Linked DNA regions of Danio rerio: region 2 is linked to region 1. A link is a contact called in public Micro-C data. All regions are on one chromosome and are shown on one strand. Each heading gives the region's core, a stretch centred on a gene start, on an enhancer-like site or on the middle of the called end of the contact. The rest is flanking DNA. Distances are from core to core; before and after follow the strand shown.

Region 1 (6,001 bases), core at 2,015-4,514:
ACTGGAACTGAAAGAAGTTGTCCACGTGCTCATACTCCTTTAGGGAGTTGTATAGCGAGCTCGGTCCCAAACAAGGAAATCCATCAAAGAATTCTAAGTCTGACTCGGATGACAGGCTAAGGTCCATGTAGCTGGCCGAATGATCGATGGAAGGCGAGGGCGTATGTGGGATGAAGCTGCTGTGGAATAGTCCGTTACCTTGATTAGCGTTCTCGTCTAAAAGTTCAGACATGGCTGTGCGACTGTTGTCTGTTTGTGACATGTTGAGCTTGTCGTCCTCTGTACTGAAGATGCCATAACCCATCGACCCTTCGCTCTTTTTCTGTTGGTAGTCACAGTTGTCATTGCGCTCCCTGATAGAACAGTCTTCATTGTCTGTGTCGCTAAAGCTTAGGATTCTTGTAAGTCCGTTTTCGTCAACGTCCAGCGGCGACTGTTCACTTGGAACATTTTCAACAGATTCAGAATCCTCGCTCTGGCCTGAGGAACTAGACGAATCGGTCATGTCACTGCTGCAGCTGTTCTCTCCTGTGGATAGTAGCTCTGAGTTAAAGTGAAATGTTGGCATGTCTGGCGTGCTGCTGATCTCTGCTGGTTGGTTTAGGGAACTGCTGTCTGGATGAGTTTCAGGAGGCGTCTCTGTCGTGTGCTCCTCCAAGCGTTTTTCCAGCTCCAGCTTCATGATAGTGTGGATGTAGTGGGTATGAACTCGGCTAGAGTTGAACTCGATGCGACCTTGTGTGTTCCCACAGCCATCTTTAGTGCAGCCACATGGGAAGGATGAGTGGTCCATCTGTGAAGCCAAAGAATAATGCGTTACTTTCTGCTGTCATGGATGATACTTGTGAATATTACCCACAAACTTGGTAAGTGATGTTCTCAAAGAAGTCTGTTGGGAATTGCTTACCTGACATTTGATCCCAGCCAAACTACAGCTGCAGGTCTCTGGCTCACAGAAGCCTTGACAGTCACATCCGCAGTCTTCTCTCGATGTCCGCAGCTCATGAAGTTGACGTTTCTCTTCTCTATCGATTTTCTTCACACCAGCAGCTTTAAGGATGGCGTACCTTTTCTTTGAGGGGTATGGATGCAGGAAGGAGCCGTCATCCACATTTACTCCACTGAGGTCAATTTCATCCTCTGGGATATCATCGACAGTTAACTTTTCAGCTTCTTCAGACTCTTGGGTACCGTTTTTGGTGAGCTATCAAAGGAAGAAAGCATATTTGCATGATTATGATGATGCTTTGATTCAAATGCAGCTTGTTTGACCAGAATGTGCAAGAATTAAATTTGCTACCTTTAGCTTAAGGGCTTCCAGTTTTTCCTCCCTCATTCGATTTTTGAGTTTCTCTCGCCGTAGGTGGCGCTGTGCTATCGCAAACTCTGCCAATGTGTAGCGACGTTGGGCACTGTGCCTTTGCATCATGCCAAGGGTGCAACCTCCCCGACTGGGCACGCTGGTGAAGCCCTGGCAACGAGGAAAGAAGAAAACCGTAACCTGGTCAAACTGCACGTTGCCTCGCCGTGTGCGCTTAGCCTTCTTCAGGATAGATGTTGCTGAGGAAAGAGAGAGAGAGAGAGAGAGATAGGATTAACATAAGACATACAGCCTTAAAAAAACACAAGTGGAGTACACTCACGGAAATTCAAGCTTGGAATTTTTTAATGGAAAATTAAGAGCACATGTCTTAGAGTGGTGGAAAAAAAGAAAGGGAAGTTCTGTTCCTAGGATCTCATCTGGGAGTATTTGAGTAGGAAGTGTGCCAAGCCTAATGGGAAGACTTGGAGTGGGTGAGTCTCTTGTGTAAACATCAAGATCCCATTAATGCTATTGTTGCGGGTGTACTACATCACCACTAGATGGCAGTCCACAAAAAGGAAATGCCACGAGCTACAGTCACTCGGTTGAACACCAAATAAAAACACCAATTTCTCCAATCAACATTGGAACAGATGCATGGATAGTTTAGCTAATAGTTTTCAGACGTTTCTAGTCATAAGCAAAAACAACTACATTCCTCTTTGTTCGTGTCTGACAAACACAATCCACACAGGAATTTCCTCTTGGCGATAAAGTGTGTAGGGGAGTAAAGCATCCAAAATCATAACCCTTTGGCTGAATGATCTGGAAGTTTGAGGTTTCTGGAAGTGGTGAGGGCACTTAAGATGGCTGCTTTTTTAATAACATACACCCATCTTTATATAAAGACAGGCCATTTGTCTGTGCGTTCCTTGCAAATTATACCTATAACCAGCCAAATTCTGCATTTACCCAATGTCAAAAGATCTGAAAGGGAGGAATTTTCTCCTTGAAACAAGAAAACTACAGTTTTAAATTGTTATTTCAGTAGGTCTGTCCTCTGTGTAGAACTTCATGAGCTTCTGTCAGACAGGAGCTCTTTTTCCCCTTGGGCCGGCAGCTTACTATTGTTATCTGGAGGGATTGGACTCTCACACTGTCCCCACAGCTGGTTTATATTAGACTTGTAATGGTGGGAACTCAATCTAGTGTGTTTTCTCTATCCCTGTGCAAATATGTTTTGCTCATCTAACAATCAGATAGAGAAGACAGTGGTTTGACAGTGGAAGACAATGGTATGTTATTGTTTGTAGCTAAGCATTAAAAGTGATGATTTTTGATTTCCAAAGCACTTGTTAATACAGTAATGCAATAATGCTGGCTGACTGTCAGTAGATTTGTTTTGTCTCAAATACATTTAAACTGATACTCTATGGTTGTGTCATTCAGGGTTGAAAGAATGTTTTATTTCAAGTGAATGAAAAGGAGGCGTTGAGGGATAGGCAAACAGCATGTTCAGTGGTTTGTACGGTTGGAGTGTGTTGGTGCCAATCATTACGCAACACTGAAAATGCATCCAAAAATACTCTTGAAAACATGGATTGTTAATATTATACATGTGCAGACTGTACACTACCATTTAAAGAAGATTAAAACGAAATAGAAAAGTAGAAAACAGTTATTCTAAAATGTAATGCGCTGTGTTTAAATCAAGTAATTACAGCCTTCTGTTGGAAGTATTTAAAATACATGTTACTGTACAAGTCTTTCACTCAACATACCTAGACTACACTCCATTATCTGACTTCACTCTCTGTTTCATAAACGCAAGCAGACAGCCATATCGTTTCCCTTCCTTTTCTCTTCATCCCTGCCTTCCTGCTTCATGCCCTTTGGTCTTTCTCAGCACCTGTGTTGGGTTCATGCCCAGTGCTCAGACAAAGCTCTGCGTTCATTCTGTCTCCGTCACATGGCACACTCTCTGGCCGCCTGCCCTGCCATCCTGGGAAACTCACAACTGTTTGCTTTCCTTCCCTGACTCACCCTAACAACCTGGATGAACGGCTTGCTGGAGCTGTCCAAAAGAATCCAGCATGCATTAAAACATCCTTGGGTAATTAAAACATCCATGCAATCAATCTTACAACCTCCCATAACACCTTCCCCAGATAGGACACAAATAAAACCTTCCCAGATAGGACACAAAATTAGACCTTATGAATGGTAAATAGCTTTGAAAAAGGGTTTTAATGACAGCTAAAAGCATAAAGAGAATAGAGAATACATCTAAAGAGGAACTCACTGTTTAAGGATGTTGCTGGGGAGCTAGGGTTACTGGGGGTCGAATCCAGGGTGTCCGAGTAGCAGCTCTCCCCATCTGAGTCCCACTCTGAGTAGGCAGAGGAGGAGAGAGAGGAGGGGGATGAGGAGGAGTAGCACGGGTCCTCCGCCACCTCCTCATACTTCCTCTTGAGAACCCCGCTCATGGCGCAAGCGTTTGGTGATCTGTGGAAAAACAAGCAAAGATGTTAAGAGTGTATTAAGGCTACATCAACACTAATCAACAATACACATACAAGTACAAGTTTTGACAGGCTTTCCTGTCTACAATAGTGTTTTGCAAACAAAATGAGAATGCATTCAATCAGTATTTTATATTTGATCTAAAATGCAATCGGCCTGATGATTTTGTACATCGACTGCAAGTAAATTTACAAGTTTTTGCAGGAATCCAATACAAGTATTCTACAAAGTAATGTTACCTTAGCAATGCTCTGAAATTAATAGCATCATGATACAGGCCGACTATGACTAAACGTGCATCAAGCACCATTTTCAGATAAAAAAAAAAGTACGTTTGTATGGTCAAAATATGGTCCATAATAAAAAATGTGCATTAAAAATACAGGCTTGTACTCTCCAAACAAGAAGCTGACCGCTCTTACTGCCTCTGTGCAGAGAGCGAAAAACAGGAAGCAATCAATCACGTCCCTCCGGTGCAAGTCAACAATTACCAGACCCTTCACCCACTTCCAAATCCAATCGCTTATACAAATACATTGATTAGGCTGGGGTTGATTACATAGCCACATTAGTGTGGAGGGTAAATTTAGGTTACCTTACTCAAAAAACACATCACTGAGCCGGTAGCGGCAATTACGCTTTACACAGCTGCTAAATGCATTTTATGAGACTCTCTAGTAAATGTGTGTACAGCTTGGCACAGTAAACATGTTTATGGAAGTACAGGCTGAATTTGCCGCTGCTCCTGTGGAGAGGTTGCTTATTGGGCAATAAAAGCAATCAATCCATTGGCAGGAAGAGTCTAGCCAGAGCCCACCAGCTTTTAAGGGTCAGAGCCAGTGCAGCGCAGTGGCTTTTACACAAAACCATCATTTGATACTGGCGGCTGTGGACTCATTTGGTTCTCTGCCCTGAGATAAACCCCAGTCAGCTGGTTCACCTCAGGCTCAGCTTCTCGCTGCACTTCAGTCACATTCATGCTGAAACAGGCAGAAAGGAAGGAAGAAGAGTAGGGAGGAGAGGGTTTGATGTAAAGATGAGAGTTTTCAGTTCTGCTTGAGCAAAATGTTAAAAGCTCTAATTCAAATTGGCCGAGTCATAAGGAGGGTCAATTATATCCTAGGCTAACTAAACTACAACAAGGTTGTTTTTCCCCTACTAGAACATTAATTAATAATAATGAAAAGCAAATAGATGGCACAGAACAAAACTTTTTCTCAGCAAGACAGCCTTTTCTGAGAAAAAAAGCGACAGACGGTCGTGACTGGCAGATTACACATCTCATGATGCTTGTCTACAATGTCATCAACCAAAAAAAGAAGAACCAAATGGCTCTGATTCATCCCTGCCATATCGAGTGACTAACGCAATGTGACTAAAAAGCTAATAGTCTGCTAGAAGTCTAATCAACCAATGGAACGTCATTTAACGTTATCAAAGTGTACACATACTTCAGTTAATTGAAGAGGGTCATTCAAACTGACCATTACAACAGTGCATTAGCATTTAATACATTAACACAGTGACTAATCATGCTTAATTGATATTCAATCTGATCTTCCATCAGAATGCACAATGGTACCAAACAATATTGTGCATTAATTATATGTTTAATATTTAAACTACACATTTAAGCAGATTTTAAATGTGCATGCCAACTACCACTACCAGTATGTAATATTACTACTGGTAAACATATACTTAACATCCAACTAACCATAATCTTCAGACAGACAAGACTTTCCCACAGGTTGCTTTATTTACAAGTGGAGCATCTTTCTCTCTCTCTCTCTGAGCATGTGCAATTCACACATTAGTGCTGCCGTCACAAACGTGCCAGACATTGAGAGCACGTCTGTGCCGTCTGCACATTCAGTCGTGTCTCCTCGGCTGCCAAATGTTGCTGCCAGAAAGCAGAAGGTGAGTCTTATCTGCCTCTGAAGCCGACTAGATCTTCCCTGCAGTCAGACTTATCTGCTCGTGCAACACCAGTTCTGAAAGCAACTAATACCCTGTCTAGAGGAACTTTACTCGGAAAGTTATGCAATCATTTGTGCCATGTGCTAAAACTTGAACCTGCTGCTGTTAAGGGTTTTAAACAGACATTGACACAGAAAACAGCTGACTTGCCTAAAAACAGCAGTGCAGGCTGAGAACATGATCTATTTTTATTGC
Region 2 (6,490 bases), core at 3,818-6,317, 340 kb after region 1:
TCCATTTCTCTCTCTCACTGTGTAAAATTACCAGCTAGCATTACCTTTCCTCTCCTCTGGGCTTTTACAGCGATACTTCTTGATACAGACACGAGCTATTGTCAGCAGAGTTTTCTCCACCGTGTCTATCATGGATCAGCTATGATTGCCACTGCCGTTTATCAGTGTCACTCATCTGTGAAGAGCGGCAGCGCATAAGAGCCAATCGCAGCACTTTCTGTTGACCGTGTGACCAATCAAAGGGGTGTAAGAACTTGGTAGACAAGGCTCAGAAAGTGAGCGGGATGTTTATATTTGTTTATTTGCTATTAATGTACGTGTTCTTTTAAGGCACAGTTTATATATTTGACTGTTTGTATTAAAGGACAAAATTGAATTACAAATAGTATTAAATATACCTATTTAAACAATACTATTAAAACATTTTAATACAAAAAATTGCTGTGATGTGAAGAAAATTTAAAACTATGTATTGAAAGCATCGTCAATGCAACGAGGTATCGAATTGAAATGAGCAGCTCTACAAATATGTACCTAAAAGGTCCATATTAATACCTCAATAGCAGATATTAGTACCTAAAAAATACAAAAGTGTTCCTCTTAAAATTTGTAGGTACTTATATATACTTTTGAGGTACCAGTAAATTTATTTCTGAGAGTGTAGGGACATCAGAGACTTCTGACTTCGTCAAAATAGGTCCCCTTTAATTTAAATATGAAAAAAGAAGAACAAATTAATAATATAAAGTGATCATATATTACTAGGTATGGACATATTTGGGTAAAACTGAATACTCTCACCAGTAATAGACAAAGAAAAGCCCAACTGGCGCTGATAAAACCAGTTGTAAAACCCTCCAGTTTCAAATCCCATAGGCCACCCCAGACAGCAACATTTGACCAAGGGCAATAAAGCAGTGCGATAATATGGTGAAAAGGGCCCGTTTGGCTGAACCACACCACTCAGTACCTACAGTGATACAATTAACATGAATAAAATACAAAAAATTCAAGTCCGCATGAAACAAGTAAGTTAAAATAGCATTTTTTTCCTATTGTGATTTATATCAAATTAAAATGGCACAAAAATAAAGGCATTGCTTACTCACCATTCAATCTCCACAAATGGTCACAAATCCTTATGAGTATCATTAGTTTGTTAAATACATCTTTTGACGAAAGTGAATTGGTCACAATTTACAATAAGTTTCATTAGTTAATGATAAGTAATGCATTTACTAACATGAACAAACAATGAACAATAGATTTACTACAGTATTTATTAATGTTAATAAACGTTAGTTAATGAAAATACAGTTGTTCATTGTTAGTTCATGTTAACTCATGGTACATTAACTTATGTTAACAAGCATGGACTTGAATGTTAAAAATGCATTAGTAAATGTTCAATATGATTAATAAATGCTGTACATGTTTTATCATGATTAGTTCATGTTAGTAAATGCATTAACTAATGAACCTTATTGTAAAGTGTTACCAGTGAAATATATATATATGGAAGTCAATGATTACAGGTTTTCAGTTTTGAAGGAAAGATGAACCAGTTTGTAACAATGAAAGGTGAGTACATTTTGACATCATTTTCAATTTGAAAAATTGTGAACTATCCTTTTTATTTCATCACTGAAGAATTGACTGGATTGTTGCATCATTGCATATGTTGCCAATCTCATGTGATTGACAGATTGACACCAAAAAGCAATTTTAAAGGGAACAAAAAAGATGCAAATGGGTAATCAGGTTATCTGGAATAAAGAATGATGAAGAACAATGAAGTGAATGAAAAATGCACATCAATTATAATTACATACTGTACATATATACAGGGTAAAACATTTATTTTTAAATAATTTAATTTTATATTTCATTTTAATAAACCAAATATCTTAATTTAAGTCTAAAAATAAACGACAAAATACAGCTGCCACAGCATGTATCTAAATAAAATACTGCCACTGTATCTACCACTGTTTAACCTATTTAATGCAGATAATGAGTCAAAACATTCCAATGCAATTAAAGTTTGTGTATCCATGCATTCTATAGGCATTAAAAATGGCATCATCATCAAAAATAAAAAAATGGACCAACCTCTTAACAATCTTAAACTTTATAAAGGGTTATATACAGTTGAAGTCAGAATTATTAGCCCTCTTCAAATTTTTTTTCTTCTTTTTAAAATATTTTCCAAATGATGATTAACAGAGCAAGGAAATTATTTTTTCTTCTGGAGAAAGTCTTATTTGTTTTATTTCGGCTAGAATAAAAGCTGTTTTTAACACCATTTTAGAGACAAAATGATTAGCCCCTTTAAGCTATATTTTTTCTCAATCATCTTCAGAACAAACCACTGCTATACAATAACTTGCCTAATTACCCTGACCTGCCTAGTTAACCAATCAACTTAGTTAAGCCTTTAAATGTCACTTTAAGCTGTATAGAAGTGTCTTGAAAAATATCTAGTCAAATATTATTTACTGTCATCATGGCAAAGATAAAATAAATGCATTATTAGAAATGAGTTATTAAAACTATTATGTTTAGAAATGTGTTGAAAAAAATCTCTTGTTAAACAGAAATAGGGGGGGAAAAACAAGCGGCCTAATAATTCAGGGGAGCTAATAATTCGGACTTCAACTGCATATGGAGTTTTTTTTGCACATAAATTTGAGTAAAAATCCCTATGTATGATGCAATCTTAACTATTACGTAGTTTTCAATTGCAAAATATGAATTGTAAATTAGAAATATGTATTTGAACTCATGCATCATAAATACTGCCCATATGCATATACAGTAGCCTACATGTATGTCTGTGTATAAACTTTTCTTAATAAATACTGCAATATTCCAAAAGACTTGGTATTAAAAGTGCCAAGTAATACAAATCTGACATAGGTAATAAATGTCTATGAATTAAGAGAAAATGTATAATTTGCCAGTCTCATTTAATAAGCATGTGTAGTCAGCAATTTATTTCCAATCATGCTTTTTGGTGAGCACATTAAGAGATCAACTGCGCCTGACAGCTCAATCCAACACAGCCTCGACATTGCAAGAGTTTTTGGCAAGTGACAGCATGACATCAGAGTAAGGCAAACATAACCTGGACAATTTGTACTGTAATTGGCATGCATCTCGACCGCACTACTTTAGTTTGTTTTCTATGCTTTACTTAGCAACAAGGAGGGATGCTGAATGCAGTAGTTTGCCACCAGTTATATGTTTACAGCTTGTCAGGATGCAAAATGCAGGATATATAAAATATAAATGTATTCAGTGCCACCCCAAAGAGGCATAAGATCTTCTTATAATTTGACCTATATTTTTTCCACAACTAAACTAAGCAGAAATGAAGAGATTAGATGCAAAAACCTCTAAATGTCGTCTGGAATTTTAAATGTTAAAAATATGATTATTAATTCTAACTTTATGGGTATAATTTGGAGTTAGCATATTAATTTAGCATATTAACCCATTACTTTTGGAACCTAAGCCACATATCTACAGTGTGGATATCAAATAACTATTTAAAATTATTGAATCAAAGCACCATAAAACATCTTTAAAATATGGTTATATTTAAGAGAATTAAATACATAAACACTCTTTTTAAATTTTTTCTCTTTCTTGTTTAAATATATACATCTCAGATATGTGCTGGCATTGAAAAGAGTCAAAGGCAATACCCAGAACAAATGTGTTGATAGAGATCCCAGATATTGTGGTGCCAACAACAAAACGAAGGACCATGTAGACATAGATGTTAGGGGAAAATGCAACTCCCACTCCAGACAAAAACAGCAGGAGCAAGGACAGCAGTGTGGCAAACCGCCGGCCATACCTGTGGCAAAACAAACAAGTAAACCAGTTCAATTATGAAAAGAACTAATTTGACACGAAACATTAGCCATTTTACACTGATGGGGATTAAATACAAACTGTTTAATCTGTAAACTTTGCTGAAAGAAAAAATGCTAATGATAATTGTGTGTATAATGTCATTCTTGTGTTGTTCAGGGATTGAGTTCTACACGTACTTGTCTGCCATTGGACCAAACAATAGGGCTCCAACAAGAAGACCAGCCATGTAGATGGACTGAGAGGCCTCACTATAAACCTTATTTTCACACACCAGGTCAAACTAAGGTGAGATGAGAAAAGAAAACATGATACAATAACAGACAGCAAACAAACAATGAAAATAATATTGATAAGATATTTTGTTAGCATATAAACTATATTTCAACAATTAGCAAACAGTAAAACAAACATTGGTAACATAACAAACAATACTGTAAAAAAAATAAAAACCCTTATATTCATATTTGATAAAAAATATATAGGGTATGTGGGGTGATTTGTCACAATTGAGCTTTCAGTAAACTTGTTATAAGCTTTTAGCTATTAGCTTTTGACACGGTTAAAATAACCTGAAAAATAATCTTAAAAATCTTATGATGATGAAAATGATTTAATCCACCTTTGGCAACATTTATTTTCTTTATATGTGTGAAAAAAAACTTGATTATGTACATAAACATTGTGGCCTGAAGAAAGCAATAGAAGCAATGTGTCATTTACGACTGATAAATGAGGGATTCCACTTAGAAGACAATCACTCTAAGTTTCATGAAAAAGAGGCAATTTAAAGCTCCTACACACAGGAATGCTTTTCATGTACGTTTATTGTCAGCGTTTTATGAGACATTTTTAAAAACATTCAAACCCAAGCGATTTTTACTGGCGTCAAGCAGAAGAGTTTGCAAAAACACTCTTTGACATTAGATGTTGCAACACAACTTTAAGCTTTCGATACCCGCTTGTAACACAGAAGAAGAGGAAGAGAGGAAGTTCACACGCTTGTTGTTAAAGTTACTGGTGACTCAAACAAGCATAGATGGTTCAAGCAGCAGCTCCAGCACGATGAAGAAATGATTATAGTTCAGCAGAGCAATAAGCAGCTCCACGTTCATTTCGCCTCTGGGCATCTTCTTCAATGTGCGCTCGAATTGACAGTTTTGCCCTTGAGCACCTCCAAGTGCTGTTTACTGTAACTTCAGCAGGTCTGTGCTTGTGAACCAAAGTGGCAATCTGATTGGAGGAGAAGGTTTTAACGTGGCGCATCAAATAAAAAAAATTAGCATGAGGCATTTTTTTTTTAAATGACGCTTTAGCGCGTGGTGTGTTGGTGTGCACAAACACATTGACACCCTTTATATAGTTAAGAGGTGTTAAACGTTAATGAAAAACATGAGCAAAAAAACGTCTCAGTGTGCACGGGCCTTTAGATTGGCAAGTACAATCTGCATGCAGGGCTACTTCCCAACATGAACGCATTTAAGAGTGCTTTCACACCTGTGGTTCGGTTCATTTGGTTTGGACCAAGAGCAACAAATAACCAAACCAGTAGAAACCAACCAGAATGCAGTCCTGTGACAACATTCACATCACTAGTGGGACAGATGTGTCATTTAATGCAATTAAGTGGTTTTTGAACGGTCAGAATTAATGGCAAATGACATATCACAAGTTGCTTTAGAAGTTATTTTTAAGCTATCATAGAGCTGTTACTAAAACTGTAAATATTTCCCGCATTCTATAAGGCCGTACTCACACTAGGTACAGTTGCCTCAAACCGGGTCAAAGCACGCTTGTCCCCCCTCCCATGTCCCCTCATGGCCCGCACTCACACCACAATCGGGCCTGGGCACGCTTACGTCATCGCTGCTGCGCTGTTCAGTGAGAAGCGCTCTCTCTCTCAATCAGCACAGAGGAGATTTCTCTAGTTATATCGTGCACGTTTTGCACTCACACTACAAATGTACCACGCCAAAGCCCAAGTGAACCGAGCTCAGGACCACCTCTTCCAACCGGGCCAGGGCCAGCCAAGTGAACCGTGCTTGAGCCTGATTCAGCGCACTCACACTTCTCAAACGATCCGGGAAACGGGCCTGGGCACGATACGGATAGCATAGTGTGAGTAGGCCCTAATACACAGAACAGCTGACTATAGCAGCTGGTTTAGCCTAATGTTACACAGTAATTTTTGCAGTTGAGTCTGTTCTACTTTGAATCATGTTCTTACCACAAACAAATCAATCCAGGGTTTGTTTAAAAGCATACAGGAACTACTTTGTATGGTTGTTTAGTCCTTTTTCTGTGCACACTACAGTGCAATTGCTGCTTTCAAACCTGGCCAAACAAATTGCACCAAATGGGAAAATGAACTCTGGAGTGATTCAACTAAACAAAATGAGGCAGGAGTGACAGCGCTCTGAATGTCACAGCATACAGTTCATTCTTCAGGTTATCACTGAGGAGCCAAGCCACAGTCTGGCAATCAGATGGCAGTTTTCATTTGTTGTTGAAGAGATGCAACGTTTTCATTCTTTCCCTCGTTGATCAAAGGTAACATATGTTACCGACACTTTCAGTAAGTCACTTAGGGTCTCCTCACACTAGGCTA

The links. Hi-C and Micro-C count contacts between places; a contact is called where the count stands out from the background.
Region 2: a Micro-C map of caudal fin shows a contact between it and region 1, with 3 times the contacts expected there. The contact joins two enhancer-like sites. A contact is called at or near these places in 1 of 18 Hi-C or Micro-C datasets (caudal fin) and 1 of 4 datasets of contacts at active chromatin or transcription factors (embryo).

The regions. Positions count from the first base shown.
Region 1 is chr24:23,579,262-23,585,262 of GRCz12tu, forward strand. csrnp1b (cysteine-serine-rich nuclear protein 1b) reads right to left here. Exons shown (of 6, transcript NM_199619.1): 2 at 3,606-3,808; 3 at 1,301-1,560; 4 at 908-1,204; 5 at 273-793. The coding sequence starts at 3,789. Among named protein-coding and RNA genes, the nearest start is that of csrnp1b, 7.3 kb to the right of the region's middle. Within about 2 kb of position 3,265, at least 19 of the 62 cell types and tissues checked have an H3K27ac peak or open chromatin away from gene starts, as enhancers often do. A contact at or near this core is called in caudal fin, where this site is marked.
Region 2 is chr24:23,914,099-23,920,588 of GRCz12tu, forward strand. It overlaps the pseudogene LOC795699. Among named protein-coding and RNA genes, the nearest start is that of slc22a13b, 29 kb to the left of the region's middle. Within about 2 kb of position 5,068, at least 2 of the 62 cell types and tissues checked have an H3K27ac peak or open chromatin away from gene starts, as enhancers often do. A contact at or near this core is called in caudal fin, where this site is marked.